2 separate regions of the Zea mays genome follow, and region 2 is linked to region 1. The links are chromatin contacts, called in public Hi-C maps. All regions are on one chromosome and are shown on one strand. The core of a region is the stretch at or near the end of the contact, and the rest is flanking DNA. Distances in the headings are between cores, read along the strand shown. Region 1 holds the start of LOC100284720. Region 2 holds the start of LOC100280472.

Evidence for each region. A called contact is a pair of places that touch in the nucleus more often than the background predicts.
Region 2: a contact with region 1 is called in a Hi-C map of endosperm, with 3 times the contacts expected there. The contact joins the promoter of LOC100280472 here to the promoter of LOC100284720 in region 1. A contact is called at or near these places in 6 of 25 Hi-C or Micro-C datasets (ear, endosperm and leaf) and 1 of 3 datasets of contacts at active chromatin or transcription factors (leaf).

What each region holds. Positions count from the first base shown.
Region 1 is chr1:262,592,387-262,598,390 of Zm-B73-REFERENCE-NAM-5.0, reverse strand. LOC100284720 reads right to left here and starts at 3,027. Exons shown (of 2, transcript NM_001157615.1): 1 at 2,841-3,027; 2 at 2,163-2,765. The coding sequence starts at 2,943. The coding sequence ends at 2,566. LOC100384052 reads right to left here. Exons shown (of 24, transcript NM_001366858.1): 22 at 4,909-6,004; 23 at 4,634-4,828; 24 at 3,809-4,508. The coding sequence ends at 4,029. It also overlaps the pseudogene LOC103643756.
Region 2 is chr1:262,795,964-262,801,990 of Zm-B73-REFERENCE-NAM-5.0, reverse strand. It overlaps LOC100280472, which reads right to left and starts at 2,939. Exons shown (of 2, transcript NM_001153392.1): 1 at 1,483-2,939. The coding sequence starts at 2,721.

The sequences.
Region 1 (6,004 bases), core at 1,778-4,277:
CCCCGGATTAGGAGTGGTATCGACACCGAACAAGGCAGCAGCAGCATCTCCCATGTCATCGACGTCATCGGGAAGCTGCCCTAACTCAATGAGCTCCTCGTTGATGGTTCTAGGGTACCGACCGTTGTCGTCGTCGTCATCCATAACCGACTTCTATCTCGGCACCGTTCCTCGACGGCAGTGGCGGCACTAGCACGACTCCGTAGTCGGCCGGCGACCTACCAAAGTCCACAAGCAAGCAGCGAGGGTTAGGGTTAGGGATTGGAATGGTCAACTGGTGAGGAAGCGAGGAAGAGTGACATACCTGCCAAGCCGGAGCCCGGAGCCGGAGACGAGGGTAAAGTGCACGACGGTCGACGACGGACGACGCGAGAGGGAGAGTCGGTCAGCCGGAGAAGAGGAGATTAGGGTTAGGGTTAGGGATTGGGATGGCCAACTGGAGAGGGAGAGCCGGAGAGGGACTTATCTCTGCCAAGCCGCAGCCCGGAGCCGGAGACGATGACGGGGGACGGTGGGAGGGAGAGTCCGGAGCGGAGATTAGGGTTAGGGATTTGTGATTAGGGTTAGGGATTTCACCGATCAACCGATGCAGAGCCGGAGTCTGGAGAGGGGCGCCGCAGAGCAGAGACTACGGCGACGTAGATCCGACAGAGACTACGGCGACGGCCGACGGTGAGGCGGTGAGCAGCAGCCAGCAGAGCAGGAGGAGAGACGGAGAGGCCGAGGGCGAGAGCGAAACCGCGAGCGCGAGAGAGTGACTGAGTGAGAGAGGAGACGGAGTGTCGGGTCGGGAGCCGAAGCCGAGGCTATGCGCTTCCCCGTACCGGGCCGGTCCGTGCCTGCCGCTCTCTGGCGGGCCGGGCCGTGCCGCCCGGCGGGCGCACCCAGCAGCCCAGGCACGGCCTGGTAAAATGGGCCGGGCTGGCCCGGGCACGAAGCCAACCGGGCCGGGCCGTGCTTGGGCCGGGCCAAAAAAACGGGCCTCGTGCCGGGCTACCGTGCTCTGGGCTGCATGCTCATCTATGCACGGGATCAAGACGGATGACAACCACGCTAAGGGTGTCGCTCGCATGTAGTAGTAGTATGTACGCACTTACCTAAAGCGACGGCGTCGACGGTGTGGAGGCACGACGCGGCCGCGAGGAGCGCGAGCAGGATGATCGTGGCCGTCTGAAGCGGGGGCTTGGCCATGGCCACCGGGAAGAGCTCTGCTGGCGCTTGTAGGCTGCTGTCAACTTTGGCTGAGGAGAGAGGGAGAGGGAGTGAGGTGCCGCTTGCTCGTGTCCGGTCTCCTTTGTATTCATGGCGTCGCACTGCACCACACCACCCCACCCCACAGACGACCCCAACTCATCCACCCTGGAAGTGAGGATCTCATCGCCACACACACCGGCCCTCCACCCGACTGAGGTCAGCAATCCTCTAGAGAGCGATCCACGTGTGGCGTGGTTAACCATCGTGATTGTCCGATTCCTGTGGAGGATGATGGCGCTATTAGACTGCCTCCAAGCGGGTAATGTAAAACAGAGAACATAAAACTATAGATAACACTGTTTGACCACTGTTTAACATTATTTATAGTGTAAAGATAAAATAGGAAATGTGATAAGAGATCTGCTAAAGATAGCCTTAATGTCTGTCGAGAAGGGACACGGCCATTGTGGGCCGAGGAGGCAGCAGCCAGCCGTACCTATTCTTGTGGGTGCGTGCATGTTAGTGCTGCCCGTAGTGACCCGCTAAGAGTATCTGCAACGGTTCTTCTTACAGAGCTACGGATTGGATGCTGGTAGAACTTTCAGCATAAATAAATAGATCGAGTTAGCTACCAAATAGCTTCTCCAACATCCTACAGAAATACAGAGAAACATAAACGTACAAGGTGCGTTACAAATATCCCATGCATCCCTTCCCCTTAGAATGCTCTTCATTGGATTATCTTCGAAATGGCTAATCCCATCTGCACCACCCCACGGCCACGTATACACACCTTGTGTGTTATAAAGAAGGGCGAGCGCGGTGAAGGAGGTGACTGGCTACTGGCTGGCTCCGCGTCGGAGGTTTATAGCGTGTTATTTGCCTCTGGCAGATAAGTTTTATCCACCAGCATCATTATCCCTTGCTGCTTACGCAAGGCGACGGTGGAATGGAACCGTCAAAAGGTAAAAAAAATTGGTATTTTACATACATGCGTAATGCGTTTATGACAATATATATATATAGCACAATAGTTCATGTACATTAATTAGTACAGGCAGCCTAACCATGACACACACTGTCCCGAGGAACAGCCCGTTCTACCAACTACTGAGGATTCAGTACCTCTCTAGTCGCTCAGCTTATCACTAACAGTACATCTGACGGGACCTGGTAGCAGATTATATATTATAGATCACACGGACGCGCGATGCATACAAAGATACGTACGTACACAAATACGTAGTAGTAGGGTAGGGATAGCATAACAGGTTGCCTGGCCCATCAGCATGGATCGGATCGCAGTTGCAGGCAAAGCAGTGGCAGTCCCATGGAGCACGTGTCTTGGGTTGCGCCGTGTGTGAGCCGGCCTCAGGGGCACTTGGGCCTCTTCCTGGGGCCGGCGGTGAGCATGTCGCGGTAGCAGGGGCACTCGTTGACGTCGCGCGGCGGCCGCGTGGGCACGCAGTTGCACTCCTCGCAGCAGAGGCCGCAGGACCTCATGCACGCGCCCCGCGCCCGCGCGCTCGCCGCCCGCCCGCACCGGACGCTGCACTTGCTCGAGCAGAACCCTGCAGCATATATGCGCCGGCGTCAGACACGGCCGGCGACCGCCTAGCTAGGTACTACTAGGTAGTAGTACGTACCTGAAGCGGCGTCGACGGTCTGGAGCCACGACGCGGCCGCGACGACCAGGAGGAGGAGGAGGAGGACCGCGGCCGTCTGAAGCGGGGGCTTGGCCACCGCCATCGGCAAGAGCTCTGCTGGTGCTTGTATGCTGCTGTCAGCTTTGGCTTAGTGAGTGAGGGAGGGAGAGGAGTGCCGCCCGCTCGTGCCCGGACTGCTTTGTATTCATAGCACAGCACCGCCCCACCCCCACACACACAGACAGTCACACAGACGCCACGGCCCCCGACCCGACTGGGGTCTGGAAGCCTCTGGAGAGCGACCGACGTGTCGCGCGGTTAGCCGACGTGACTGTACGGTCCCTGCGTAGGACGATGCCGCAATTAATGTCCGCCGAGAAGGGGACACGGCCGTCCTGGGCCGCGGCGCGCAGCAGCAAGCCGTATCTGGTTCTGCTTCTGCTTCATGTGGGTGCGTGATGTACTGCACGTCAAGTACTAGGATAAAACGGTCGTTACTTCATCCAGCAGACCCGGGGGCCGGGGCCCCCGTCCCTGGTTCATCCCAGAACCCGTGACGCTCCAGGCCGCGCTGGCGGTAAGCGGGGTTCGCGCGCGTGGGCGGTCACGCACTCACGCCCGCGGCCTCGCAGATACGCCGGCAGCACAGACACCGATAAAGTTATATGCCCCGTGATACCCCGTTCAGTATGACTGTTTTACTGTCTACTACTACTACAGTACGTTCCAACTGGAATCCACGGCTGGATCTACGTAGGGCCTTTCCGTTATTTCCATTCAATCCATATAGATTGAATGGCATTAAAAAATTAAGTAAATTTTGACTTGATAGAGATTTAAATCCATTCAATTAATCCCTTAGGTCTCTCTATCACTGTTATTATCGTATAGATGCGAGTTTCTGCAGTAACTGTATTTACCAACTATGGAGACTAGAACGTTTCACGTCGACGTTCGCGTCTCAGATATGCACATGCACCTTACATTGCTAGCTCCAAAAAAAACCGCGTGTATAATCACAACCAACCCAACAGTACAGGTGTACATTGCTCTCAACACCAAGCGTGCTACACGTCAAAAAGGCTACATACAATACAAGCTGCAACGAATCGAATGTAATGAACGCAAACTGAACACTATAGATACAATATCAGGACCGATGGAGGACGAAAGGAGCAGACTCGACCTTCAGCCGAAAGGTGACGGCACGGGTCCAGGCCCACCAGCGAGGGCGTCGGATCTCTTGATGCTCCCCATGCCACAGATGACGCAACCGGGTGCGGAGAGCGCCGAGAACTTGGCGCCGCAGAGGTCGCACACGTCGTGGCCGATGGTCGACAGCCGGCTGAGGGTCACGGAGCAGAACTGCGAGGGGTCCTCGAACGGGTCGATGGATTTGTTCGTCAGGCCCCTCTGGACGCACATGTCGATCAGGCTCTTGAGCTCGTCCTGCTTCGTCGGGGGCGCCTTGGAGTAGAGGAGGTCCAGCATCTGCTTGGCGTAGGCGTAGTTCTGGACCTCCATGTTCCGCTTGATGGCGGTCCTGATGCAGTTGATCCTGTGCTTGGCCTGGATGGGCAGGGAAGCAAGGTGCCGAGATAGCCTGGCCATTTCCTCCTTCGCACTGAGAGCACCAGCTCCTTGAACCCTTTGCAGACGAGCAATTTCCTGCGCGGAAACAAAGGATGCTAAGCTCAGGCAAGAATCTCAACGGTTAGAGGTGAACGACTTGCGAGTTGGTCTTAACCACAGACGTATTCCTCGCTGGATGCAGTTGACAAAACAAATTTTACCTGCAGCAGAGCAACTGCGATCTTGTACTGAGCACAAATGGTGGCCTGCGCTTTGATGTCGGCTTCACGTGACTGGTCCTTTGCAAGGGCTAAGAATGCTTCGTCCAAACAAGATAGTGCATCGGTAAGCTGATTCTGCTCAAGATGAGCAAGAGCCATCTTGTAGCATTCTGCAGCAGGGGCCCCGCGTGGTACCTGTAACAATGGAATACGGTGTCTAGGAAACTAGGAAAGCAGTCCAGACCCATCAGATCTCTTCAGGAAATACACAGTACCTGGCCAGGCCGCACAGCAGTAGGTGCTGGAGGGCGAGCAGCTTGCTTCGCCGCTCCAGGACCCTCGAGAGCGCTGAGATCAATTGGTTGTGATGGAGCAGGAATACCAAGTTGAAAGCCCTGTGCCTGTGAAGGAAGAAACTGGCCTTGTGAAGGAAGTGGCTGACTCTGTGGGGGGACACCACCATCAGGCAGGCCAATAGAATCCATAGGAATGCCTGGTTGCTGAGGAAACTGGGACTGCTGCGGAGGAAACTGGGACTGCTGCGGTGGTGCTTGTGGTGGCACCCCATCATCTGGAAGACCAACATTAGCCATCATTTGATTAGGTACTGGTCGGCCTTGTTCAATGCCAGGAGCGGGTTGAGCCATCCGTGACAGGACTATTCCAGGAGGAGGTAGTTGAGCCGCAAGTTGATGCGATGGAATAGTGTTCTGGAAGAAGTCCTCAGGGATCGGCCCAGCCGTCACTCCCATGCCTGCAATAACAGGACCTGTGGAACTAGAGGGTGCTTGCGGCTGCACTAAAGTATTTGTTCCAAATAAATCAATCGCAGAATTTGGCATTGCTGGGGAAACAGCTGCGGCTGGACCTCCTGGTTGTGTAGGAGCCTGATTGAAGTCTTGAGGTGTCCCTGATAATGACCTTGTCCTACTCAGCGGAGGACCCAAGCCTAGCTGTTTAGTGGCTTCTTTCAATTTGTTGACATCTACAGTAGGTGCAGCCGGTTTATCACGTATCCTTATATGTATCTTTTTAGTCTTTGAGGTTGACTCGTCTTCATCACTACTTCCATCATCAACAACACCATATAAAGTCTTCTTGAAGTCCTCGGCAGCTTTTGCCTGTTCATCAGAAGATGCAATCTGGACTCCCAGTTGCCTTGCCAAAGTATCACCAACCGAATCACCACGAGGAATTGCCTTACTTTTCTCTGCTGATGCAGAAGACACCGGCTGTGTGTTCTCACTGCTAGCTGCAGCTATAGCTTTAACCAAACTCTTTTCACTTACTTCCACAACATTACCCCTTCCTTTCATCACACCCAGGTACACACCAATATGATCTGCAACAACAGATGGGATACCAGCATCA
Region 2 (6,027 bases), core at 1,690-4,189, 200 kb before region 1:
GCGGCAGCTCCGGCCCGCTCTATCCTCTACGGCTGCCGGCCTCCACCTTCCATGCCGCCACATCCTCGTCACTTTGGCTTCAGCGTCTCGGGCACCCCGGTCGTGAAGTCCTATCCAAACTAGCAGATTCCGGGATTTCATGTAATAAAACTACTAGTGATCTTTTATGTTATGCATGTCAGTTAGGTCGCCACACTCGTCTTCCATTTCATGTGTCTTCATCACGTGCCACACAAAATTTTCAGTTAATCCATTGTGATCTTTGGACCTCACCCGTCCCAAGCATTTCTGGGTTCAAATATTACTTAGTCATCCTAGATGATTGCTCACATTATTTGTGGATGTTCTCCTTGCGGCTTAAATTCGACACTTTTTCTACCCTCACTCATTTTTTCTCCTTTGTGCACACTCAGTTTGGCACCACCATCCAAGGAATCCAGTGCGACAATGGCCACGAGTTTGATAACTCCAGCGCCCGCACTTTCTTTCTTACCCATGGTGTTCATCTTCGGATGTCTTGTCCGTACACATCTCCCCAAAACGGTAAAGTTGAACGTATCATCCGTACCATCAATAACAGGATTAGACACTGATGAAAAAGAAACTGCAAAAATGATGAAAACATTTCTTTATGCTGGGTTGCAGTTTCTGACTTCCTAGATCACGGCCTAGGTCGTTGCCGTTCTCACATAGGCTACGGTGCACCACATATGGGAAGGCAGGGGTTTGGGGATTTTCTTGATTTGCATGAGGCCTTCTTAGCAAAATGCTTGGGGGCTGTTTTACCCCCTACAGGTCAAGTTTTTACTTCCCAGATCAGATGTAGATCCCTAAAAAACTAGCGTCCAAGAATGGTAGAAAACCTATACCGCCAGGAGTAAGCTATAAAGGGGATCAATAAAGACCATAACAAAAGCACTAGTGCAAAATGATAATTATCAAAGGGGGCATCTTATGGACTCAAAACTCATTTGCGTGTATGCTTAATGGAACTTTTTTGTGCTAGTTTACAAAAATATCATGCACAAAGCAATGCACCTCGTTTCATTTTTTCTATTAACACTGCCTTGTATAAGAGTTTTGGGGCGTGTTTGGATGAATACCAATGCCAATGGCTGCCAAGCAAAAAAATTGTCCATTGACCAACAGAACTAATGCTGTTTGGATGGATACCGTATATTGGCCTGCCCAAGCTCACAAGGCCAAAGCGCAGTTCAATTTGCATCCGATGCGTGGCCAATTTGGCAGCCAAGATTTGGCCAGCAAAGCCTTTGGACAGGGCACAGTCACGCAGCAATCAAACACGCCCTTGTTTTCCTCAACATGCAAATATGATTTGGAACTTGCAATAAGGCACATTCACTCAAAAAGGCATACCTCGGAACACATGGAACACATTTGACTAAAAACAGAAAAGTGTATGCTGGCATGGTGATGACAATATACTTAACCAGAAGCCAAAAAAATCAACTAAAGACATACCTGGAAGTGAGAACTGTTAAGGCATCGTCCAATCTGCTTGAACAGTGGCACCATGCACCGCTGGAACTCTGCAGGCTGTGTTGCCTCGAGCACTTCTTCAAGCTCCCCCAGAAACAACACCTCTTTCTGGCAGTTTGTGACTGGCCAGTATTTGAGCAGACCCCTAATCACAGTATCTGCTAATTTGTAGTCCTTCTCAACGAACTGAACAATACAATAGGACAGCTGCTGATGGTAGATCGCAACAGATTTGGGCTTATGCAGGGGGATGAGAGCACGGGCAAGGAATAGCTTGTGCTCCTCCTTCATTGGCAAGGCAAAGCCATTAATGATGCTTCCAAGGATCTCAAGGAGCTCCCCTATGCCATTGTGGCGCTGCGTTTCAAAGATGAACCGGTAGAACACATTGTTGATGGCCTTGCGAATGAATGGTCGGTGTACCATGAACTTGCCATAGATGCGGTGGAGCACGGTCTTGAGGTACTCGCGCTCACGCGGATCCTCGGAGTCAAAGAGGTCGAGGAGACGGAGGACGAAGGCGTGGTCCACATACCGCTTGGCGACCTTGGTGTCGGTGTCGGGCGAAACAACGTATCGGAGAAGGAGCTCATAGACGAGCTGGAGGTGTGGCCAGGAGGGGTCGAGGTATGGCTCCTCCTCCTCGTCGGGCGCGGCGCCGGGGTCGATCGCGGCGGCGGATTCGTGCAGCGCGGGTGGCAGCGGGCGGAAGATGTTGGCAGAGATGGCGGCGACGAGCGCCTCCTGGACGTGGTCCGGGAGGCGCGTGGGTGCGTTGGCGCCCGCAGCCTGAGCTGGAGCCTGCACGTAATCGACGAGCTCGAGGAGAGCCTGGCGTTTGGCCTCCTTCTCCCGCGGGTGCTTGAGCGAGTCCGAAAGGTCAAAGAGCGCGGCGACGATGCGGAGCTTGCGGAGGAAGAGGCCCGGGCGATCCGCGGCGGCGACGTCGCGGAGGAGCGGGAGCGGCTCGAGGAGTGGCGGCGACGCCGCCCCCGCCGGGTTGGTCGCAAGCGCAGACGGCGCCACGTGCGGCGAAGTGGGCGAGGACGGCGAAGGCGCTGTGGCCCGGGAGGCGTGGTTGACGGTGACGGGCGCGGCTGCCCCCGCGCCGCCGCCGCCGCTCCCGGAGGACGAGGAGGGCGCTGCGGGGCGCGCGGCGGCCTCCGCGTTGTCCCCGCGCGCGCCCTTGCGGTTTCCCCTCTTGATGATCTTGTTGAACATGGCGGCAGCGGCGGATTGGGGTGCCGACGGCAGTGGATCGGCCGATCGGTCAGGCGACGAATTCCCTCCTCGTGCCTCCGGGATTTGGGGATTTGGTGGCGACGGTAAGGGGGCGCTGTGGGGCCCAGGTGGAAGGGAAAGAACAGTGGCGAGGTGGGGTCAGTCGGTCAGGCTCGGCGAGGGCAGGGGAGGAGGCGGCATGGCTCTCGCTGGCGATTTTGGAGACGAGTGGAGGGGGGAGGGGATCGATGTGGAGGAAGAAGGGGAAGCCTGAGAAGGAGGAACGGGGGATTTTTGTTGTTTATTCTTTTGTCTTTTTTAATTGAAATATATGGTAGGCGTTATTTTGTACTGTATTTTGGGAGTTATTTGAACGGTTTTTCGTTTCAATGGTCGGATTAGGATGAATGGGACAAAGTAATGCTCTCCACTGGAGCAACTAATAAAGGTGTTTGCACAGTATAGGTATAAATTAGTTGCTCAGTGCCGCCGGAATACCATTGATAAAACAACAAATATATAATTATATATTCTCTAACCATATGGATTTTCCTTTCCTCGCTACGGGAAAAAATGGAGGCAATCAGAAAAAAGATTGAAGACAAAGTAAAAAAAAGATGGTCTGACATATTTGAGACTGTTGGGCTAATTGAGCTATGTTAACACGGAGAACATATACAAAGAGCTAATACCAAAGTTGGTCATGAATCACAGCGTAAAGAAATGCATCACTCGGGAGTGCTCCACTCGGATAGCTTGAGGAATGTGTCGTTTGACGCCGACGGCGATACAGCGATTAATTTAGCGTTGCCCGGCGTCCACGGATAATTACATGTTAAAGTTAAAAGTTAAAAACAGGAGGTGGACTGGAGTGTATCACGGGGCCGAGATTGACAGACCGTGATTTTCCTTGACGAGGCTAATCGGAAAGACGCAGGACGATAGAGATGGGGAACTTTTGGATAAGTCACGCTGGACGGTATAGTTGTGGAGACGGTGACAGGCGGCACCGGCTATGATTGGACTAGCCGACTAGGGGTGTTTGGTTTCATATAGGAATGGCAGGAAATTCTCCAACGTAAGACTTATGGGGTGTTTGTTTGAGATTATAATCCACCTAGATTATATAATCCAACAATTTTTGAACTAAGAGTTAGTTCAAAAATTGTTGGATTATATAATCTAGGTGGATTATAATCCCAAACAAACACCCCCTTTGTTCAATGGTTGCTGCTGGCCTTCCCTTCCCCTATCACTGTTCATGTTATAGCGGCTACAGTGCCTCTTCCACGCGTTCATCAGCGTCCTCCTCCTCCTCTCCCGTAGCGATTCCTTCTCTCTCACACTACATGGAGGGGCACTCTACGCCGCTATCCCCGAGGTGCGCAGCTCCCTTCGCCCGCACGACCGCGGGTGCGGAATACTCCGAGCCAACTGTTGGAGGCGACCGAGCACTGGCATTTGCGCTGCCGGAAAAGGCACCCGGCGAGCTGCCTTCTCCCGCAATTGCGTTTTCCTGCGCCGGGCGGCGTCCACCGATGGGGGACCTCGACGGGGCTCCGTCGTCCCGCTTCGGCGACCCACGAGCCGGCAGATCCGTGCGAAGTGACCGGGTTCGAAGGCGCCACTGCCGTTGTTCTCTGTCAGCCGGCACGTCGTCTGCGAGCTCTTGTCCAAAGGGAGGTCATCGATCCGGGCATAGATCTACCTTGAGCTGATCTGCTTCCTTCGATCTGCAAGCTCCAAGGTACGATTCGTGTCTTCTCCATTCTCTAGACCTCTGATTCAATCTCTTGCCCAAATATACGTCGCATAGATTTACACTAGGGTTTAGGTGTTCATGAACTGCTTTCATAGTTAGGGTTTAGGTGTTCTTGAACTGCTTTCATAGTTAGGGTTTAGGTGTTCTTGAACTGCTTTCATCGTTAGGGTTTGCCATCGTCTAATAAGGTTTGTCCGAACCATGGTTCTTGGATCTCAAATTGGGCCAATGTGTTGGTGGATTCAACCCAAATTTGATTGCATTTCCGATAACTCTACGGATCCATAGTTTCCTTTACCATGTTGGTCGGTAGTGTAGGTCTGTGTATGATTTGCACTAACTGAACCTACAATTTGCAGTTGTGTTTGCTTACAAGAGTAACCATTGCATGCAACTAACGAACAACTTTACTTATTATGCAGCTTCAAAACTTTAGTTGATTATTTGACATCCACTTCAAGTAATTGAGGTTCTATTTCCTTTTTCGCTTTTCTTCATTGTTTGTAATCAATTTCATAAGTCTAGTTTCCATCGATGTTGTCTGTGCTTTCATGTTTGTAGTGTAATTCTAGTTTACTATATGTAAGCAACAGATTAGCCTACCAACGCTTGAAGTTTTTAAAAAATGTGTATCATTATTTTGCATTCTTCTTCCACAATAACAATTTTGGCCCAACATTTTATACATGTTACCCGCAGTTTTTGTACTTTGGTAGCTGCCATGACCACTTACACTTCACGAATTAGTAACAACAGTGGGCCTAATTTTTTCATGTATGCACCTTGTCTAGCCAAGGAGATACTGCCTGAGGATAGGATTCAAGATGAGCAGCCATGATGCCAAAGTGCTGCAAAACTTGGTCCTGACTCTTGCATCCTTAGTGGAAACTAGTGCATTCAATATTAGAAGCTTTCTAGAAGAGGCTTTCATGCATTTGGGTGACGAGCATTACCTTCTCAATGCTCTCCTTACAATCCGAAAGGAGGTAGACCTCATGGAGCAGGATGCACTAGAGAGCAAAGCAAGGTCAGACCCAGAGAAGGAGAGGATGGAGGAAGAAATAAAAGTATTGGAGCAAGTGAACCCAGTGGCCCAAAATTCTTTCACTCCCCCTTCCTCACCAGAATTGTATGAGGCCAGTGACAATGACTCGTACGACTCCGACAGGTCCACTAGGTATAGCATTTGGAACCTGTAAATGTGGTACCTAGTAGAGTCTTAGTGCTAGTAATGCATCCAAATAAATAAAAACTTATGTGTGATGTCTATGATGCATGGGTTGCCGATGTAGGACATGTGCGATGTATGTTAATGTTCCTTTTGTATGAACCTTTTGTGGAATGCATGAACATTGCTATATTTTAGTAAAAGTGTGTTTTCTGTTGTTCCAATTCATTGATTCCTGTATTTCATTCCCAGAATGGCTGAGAACAACCGAAACTCACATATTCGACCTCCTGGTGCCGGCCCCAGTTCAGGTAACCACATTTTCCCACCACCCATGTGGGATCCTTAGTTCTGGCAGGGCCAAGGATTAGACCAA